Linked DNA regions of Mus musculus: region 2 is linked to region 1. Evidence: chromatin contacts called from public HiChIP or PLAC-seq data. All regions are on one chromosome and are shown on one strand. Each heading gives the region's core, a stretch centred on a gene start, on an enhancer-like site or on the middle of the called end of the contact. The rest is flanking DNA. Distances are from core to core; before and after follow the strand shown. Region 1 overlaps Gosr2 (golgi SNAP receptor complex member 2). Region 2 overlaps Nsf (N-ethylmaleimide sensitive fusion protein).

Region 1 (2,700 bases), core at 141-2,640:
TGGAAATACCCAGAGGCTTTCTGAAAGAATGGGTAGGCTGAGATGTGTTAGAACCCTCAAAATAGACCACATATCAATCGGAAAGACCCAGGAAAGAACCCGCAGAGGTAGAAAGCATGACAGTCATTTTCCTTATCCCCTTGATAAAGCTGTCAAAACGACCTCTTTCCACTTCTAATCAGGCAACAGTGAGATTGCTGGGAAGGCAAACAAAGGCCAGTGGGCAGAAACTCAAGTGCACAGAGCACGAACCCAGGCGGTTGCCTTCCTCCCAAGAAATAACAGCCCAAGGACCACCCTCTTCCTAGGCCCTCACACCTGCAGCAAACACAGACAGTTTAGATTAGAGCACTGTAGGGTGCAGAGCTAAGGGAAGAGCCATGCTGGGGAGCCAGGCTGGGGAAAAAGAAGAAACGAAAGAGGCCTGGCCAGAGCTGGGCAGTGAGGAGACAAGAGCTTCCTATAGGGCCAGCTCAGTAAGGGGCCTCTGCTTGGAACAAAACCAAAAACCCTCCAACCACAACCCACATGCTTCACAGAAGGAACTGTGGTGTGGGAACTAAACTAATTAATATTGCTAGTTGTCTGAATAATCCTACTAAGAAGCCAGAGTTCTCAACTCAGAAGAAATGGCCAGTTCCAGGTCAACATGTCTGTATTTTCAGACTAGGTAATTAGATTAAGACAGATGGAGAGAACTTCCATTCCCATAGGGTCATGTCAGGTTGAGTGGAAGGGTAATGGGGGATAAAACTGGTGGGACTCCAAAGGGCACAATCGGGGAAATCTATTGGCCATGGGGTTTTTCTGTCCATTCTAACAACAACTCATTCCATGCTGAGTCATTAAGCCCCCAAGGCAGAATGCAGTCAGGAAACCCAGCCCATTAGCCCCGTGTCATCAGAGAAAGGCCTCTGCTCTCCCTGGTTAATTACTCACAGTGCACAGACTGCTTGTCTGCCCTCTCCAGGCGTCCCATGTGAGACTGGATCTCCTGAACCTGCCTATCAAAGGAAGAGAGGAAATGAGTGAGACAGGAATAATCACTAGCACCTCAGTCAGGAAAGACAACTTTTTCTAATGCCATCTTGCAACTGAATTAAGTTGACAGTGCTACTCAACTGTAAAATGTGTATGTGGCACTTTAGGCCACCCATTTTGGCATCATTTTGAATATCCTAATGCTAATAATACTGCTAGCATTTGGTGAGTTAAGCGCTTACTGTATCTGAGACACTGCTAAGGCAATAACCCCAAGAGGAAAAGCACCATCACTGCTCTCATTTTATAAATAAAAACTGAAACCCAGATAGGTCAAGTAAGTTGCTCAAGGCCACACAGCAGAAGATAAACCTCAACCAGTATCCAGCCAATCCCACTCTCTGTTCTGTGACCTAATGTGCTGAGCACTGGTCTGCCTACCAAGAGTCAAAGGGCAAGGGAGATAGAATCCTTGCCCTGAGAAACAATGTAATTAGGACCTGACAGGCCAGATAGACATGAAAAATCCCTGAGCAGATTTACAAAGAACCCAACACACACAAGCAGAAGCAAACAGACCACTGAGGGAGGAGTGTGTGCAGGGCAGCCAAGGAGATGGGAAGGCTGGGGCTAAGGAAGGGTAAACTGGAGTTCTGTGAGTGGAAGGAGTTGTGTTTGCTTGGTTTTCAGACAAGATCTCCTTTACATAGCCCAGGCTTGCCTTGAACTTGTGATCCTTAGCCTACACAGTGCTAGGATTACAGTCATGTATGCCACCATGTAGGATTTGAATGCAGGTCTGAGCATCACTTTTAAGAAGGTAGAATGAGGTTTGGTGAAGAAAGGTTGGAAGACAATGATCTGCAGAAGGCATGCAAGGCATTTCACATGGGATAAAAGCAAAATGGAGTGCTTGGAAGACAGTCAGGGAGAGAAAGAGCAGAGGGGACCAGGCAGTGGAAGGACCACTTAAGAGGATGGCCTGAGAGATAGGCATCTCCTGTTTTGTAAACATCTTTCCATGACAACAGGAGGAGTGCCACCTCGTCTGGAAATAGAACATATCCCAGAGCACTCTCTGGAGACTTTCCAGGCCAAAGTCACCTTCCAAACTCTTCCTAGTGGCTCCCCATCACTTGTCAGCCCTTGGAATGTTGTCTATGTTGGCCACAATAGCCTCCTGTGCTTATACAAGGCTCTCTACATAGGGACCATGTGAAAGAGGCTCATCTCCAGCCCTTAAAGGAAATCTCAACAATCTCTCTCTACTGTGAACATTATATACCATGACCTCAAATTTTACCAGGGCCAGCCAGGTGCCCCAATCTGGTTTCAGTGAATCTCTAGCCTTTTCCATCGCTTTCCTGTAAGTGACCAGAGAGCCAATCCAGCTGTCTAAGACTTCCTGAATGCTACAAGGCAAGACTTGTGATTCCAAGAAGCAACCAGAAATCCCAGCTAGAGTCCAAGACCTGTCAGCTGCTTCAGGAAGGGAAATGCAGAGTGCTTTGGAAAGAGTGGGGCACTGGAGGCACACAGGCTGATACGAGGATGCAGATGGAGGTTTCTGATCTATAGAACACCAGGGTGAGGACAACAGCAGTGGACTGATGGGTTGATGGGTAGGAAAAGTATAATTCTTATTAGCAGGAAGAAAGAGGACAAAGGCAATCTGTGGTAAATCTGCAATGGTACCTTAAATCAGATCATAAAACTGAT
Region 2 (2,700 bases), core at 194-2,693, 250 kb after region 1:
TTATCTTTCCCCTAAATCTGCATCCCTTCCTTGGCCAATTCTTATACACTCTACAGTTCTCAGCTTAGACAATACTTATTCTAGGAGACATTCTGGACAGCTGCCCCTCCCCACAGAACTGAGAAGACATGCATGGAAGCCCTGAAGATGACCTTCACTGTCTGCCTACACACTTGAATCATACCTAGGATAATTCTTAAGGTTGGAGACTAGATTTTGCTCATGTCCATACTTCCGGAGGACTACTCCTGGGCCTGGTACAGTGAGTGCTGGTTAATCGTAGATTACAAACCCAATTCAAACCACCCAAAGGACAAGTGTCCAAGGCAGTATCCCTTCAAGGTCATTTAGGATATCACAGAATTAGATTCAGATGACTTAATCACTACACAACTTGGGGCTAGGAAGATAGCTCTGAAGGTAGGGACAAGGGATCCACACAGCAAACTGGATGAGGAACCTAGCCATGTATGGGAGCTCTGAGTTTGGCCAAGAGCTGATATCTCAGTGGATGAAGAGTAATTGAGGGGTGATTCTTTTTTTTTTTTTTAAGATTTATTTATTATTTCATGTAAGTACACTGTAGCTGTCTTCAGACACACCAGAAGAGGGCATCAGATCTCATTGCAGATAGTTGAGAGCTACCATGTGGTTGCTGGGATTTGAACTCCGGACCTTCGGAAGAACAGTCAATGCTCTTAACCACTGAGCCATCTCTCCAGCCCCGAGGGGTGATTCTTGACATAATCCTCTTGCTTTATATACACACACAGAAGACATGTATGTACACAAATATGTGCACCTACACACATGCAAAAAACATACATCCACAAAGGCACACCACATACATATACATATTGGAAAAATATAAATCAATAAATGGAACAAAATTACTTCCATGACAGAGCCAACACAATAGAAACTTTACAAAATGGTAGGTTAACCTCATTTGTAAACCTGTTTACCTGTCAATGTCCTTTAATAGGAAGGGGGTGGGAATCTGTGGATATCATCTGGGCAGCCAATTTAAACAGATGCTACGAGGAAAGGGCCTCCCTATTAGAAGGCAGAAGCATCTGTGTTTTGGTGGTAAGCCAGGCAGGGTATCTCATTTTAAAACAAAGTGTAAGTCCCTATAAATAGTCAAGTTGTCTATTTACCATAGAAATGCCAAGGAAAAATTCCATACTTTTTTTTTTTTTCTAAAACTGACTTTGCCTCTAGGGAAAAAAAAAAATACAAGCCAAACACTACAGGCATATAGCCTTTTAAACATGAAATTATAATCAGTGATGGGTTGTTTTATTAAGGTGAGTTGTTCAAGTTACTGGAACACATAACTGCTTAAGGATATAGGAGTGTCTTCATTGTAATTTAAAATGCCAAACAGTATGGGTAGTGGGCTATAGGCCACTGGCAATTCTTAAAGAATGTCAAGGTTATCAAACAAAAGGGAACTCCAGTGGAAGTAATTATGACATCGGTCATTCCAGAGCCTTTAAACGGCAGAGAATTTGCTTCTTTTCAAAAAGAAAAAAGGGGTGGGGGGAGGAAAGTGCAGGCTTTAAGCAGGATTTTCTGGACAGTATTTCAGTTTGCCAATTTAAATAACACAGTCTTATGTAAAAGTTTCCTTTAGAAAATAGATTACTTGAGTGAACTTTTAAATCAAATAACAGCACGGTCAAATAAAGAAAAATTCAATATGAGGCAGCGAGTGGTAACGAACGCTCCTGTAATCCCAGCACTTGAGGGGTGGAGGCACGAAGATCAGGAGGTTAAGATGACCCTCAGCTACAAAGGGACTAAAGACCAGCCAGGACCACCAGAAACCCTATCCAAAAGGAAAGGGGAAAAGAAAATCAGAGTGTGCTAGCAGACTAGAAAGGGCTCATCACCAGACATTCCCTCCTACCCTGACTATAACCCTGAAGAACATGCTGTCTCTTCCTCAGGCCTCTCGCCTCAGGCCTTGGCTCCATTTCTCCAGAGGTTTGCAGATTCCCACAGGAAAGAGAGGAATACACAGAAACTTGCCCCAGGTCCAGCCTAGCTGACATGCCCCCACTCAAATATTTCTCCTAGGGGATCACTCTGAAGAACTAAGGGTTTAAAATTGCCCTTTCATGTGGGGCAGGGTGTGTGGGAGGGGAGGGGGCGTATGGCCCATGACTTCTATCTGTAATCCCAGCATTGGGAAAGCTGAGGCAGGAAGAGGAATGGCCACAAGTGTTCATGGCTGTTTTAAATGACCATCTCTGAGGAAGAGAAAAGAAACCTTCACTTTGCAACAAAGTAACTCCCAGACCTAGGACTAGTAGCATTAATGAAAACTTAGAATTTCATTTTGGAGTATCACTATCCACATTTCAAATATCACAAGTGCCTGATCTCTACCACTGCAGATGGTTCCAGTAGATACGATTGGTCCAGAGCAACATAGAAATGTTACCATAAATGGTCACCTGCAAGACCACAGAACCTCCTACACTATAAACTCCGATGATACTTGCAGCGCATGCCTGTAATCCCAGCACTTGGGAGGCAGAGGCAGGAGGATTTCTGAGTTCTGAGTTCGAGGCCAGTCTGGTCTACAGAGTGAGTTCCAGGACAGCCAGGGCTATACAGAGAAACCCTGTCTCGAAAAACAAAAACAAAAACAAGAAAAAGGGGGTTGTTTTGGTTTTGGTTTTTGGTTGG

What was found. HiChIP or PLAC-seq counts read pairs in DNA pulled down with a chosen protein or histone mark.
Region 2: a contact with region 1 is called in an H3K27ac HiChIP or PLAC-seq map of embryonic stem cells, with 5 read pairs. The contact joins two enhancer-like sites. A contact is called at or near these places in 23 of 39 promoter capture datasets (the 3T3-L1 cell line, 3T3-L1-derived adipocytes, the C10 cell line and 16 more), 1 of 15 datasets of contacts at CTCF or cohesin (the NIH/3T3 cell line), 2 of 484 Hi-C or Micro-C datasets (the G1E-ER4 cell line and cochlea), 16 of 115 datasets of contacts at active chromatin or transcription factors (the NIH/3T3 cell line, the SCID.adh cell line, acute myeloid leukemia and 10 more) and 3 of 9 other capture datasets (adipose tissue, liver and pancreatic islet).

Annotation. Positions count from the first base shown.
Region 1 is chr11:103,688,316-103,691,015 of GRCm38.p6, forward strand. It overlaps Gosr2 (golgi SNAP receptor complex member 2), which reads right to left. Exons shown (of 6, transcript NM_019650.4): 2 at 940-1,004. Among named protein-coding and RNA genes, the nearest start is that of Gosr2, 8.1 kb to the right of the region's middle. Within about 2 kb of position 1,391, at least 81 of the 459 cell types and tissues checked have an H3K27ac peak or open chromatin away from gene starts, as enhancers often do. A contact at or near this core is called in embryonic stem cells, where this site is marked.
Region 2 is chr11:103,934,493-103,937,192 of GRCm38.p6, forward strand. All of the region lies in intron 1 of Nsf (N-ethylmaleimide sensitive fusion protein), which reads right to left. Among named protein-coding and RNA genes, the nearest start is that of Nsf, 18 kb to the right of the region's middle. Within about 2 kb of position 1,444, at least 9 of the 459 cell types and tissues checked have an H3K27ac peak or open chromatin away from gene starts, as enhancers often do. A contact at or near this core is called in embryonic stem cells, where this site is marked.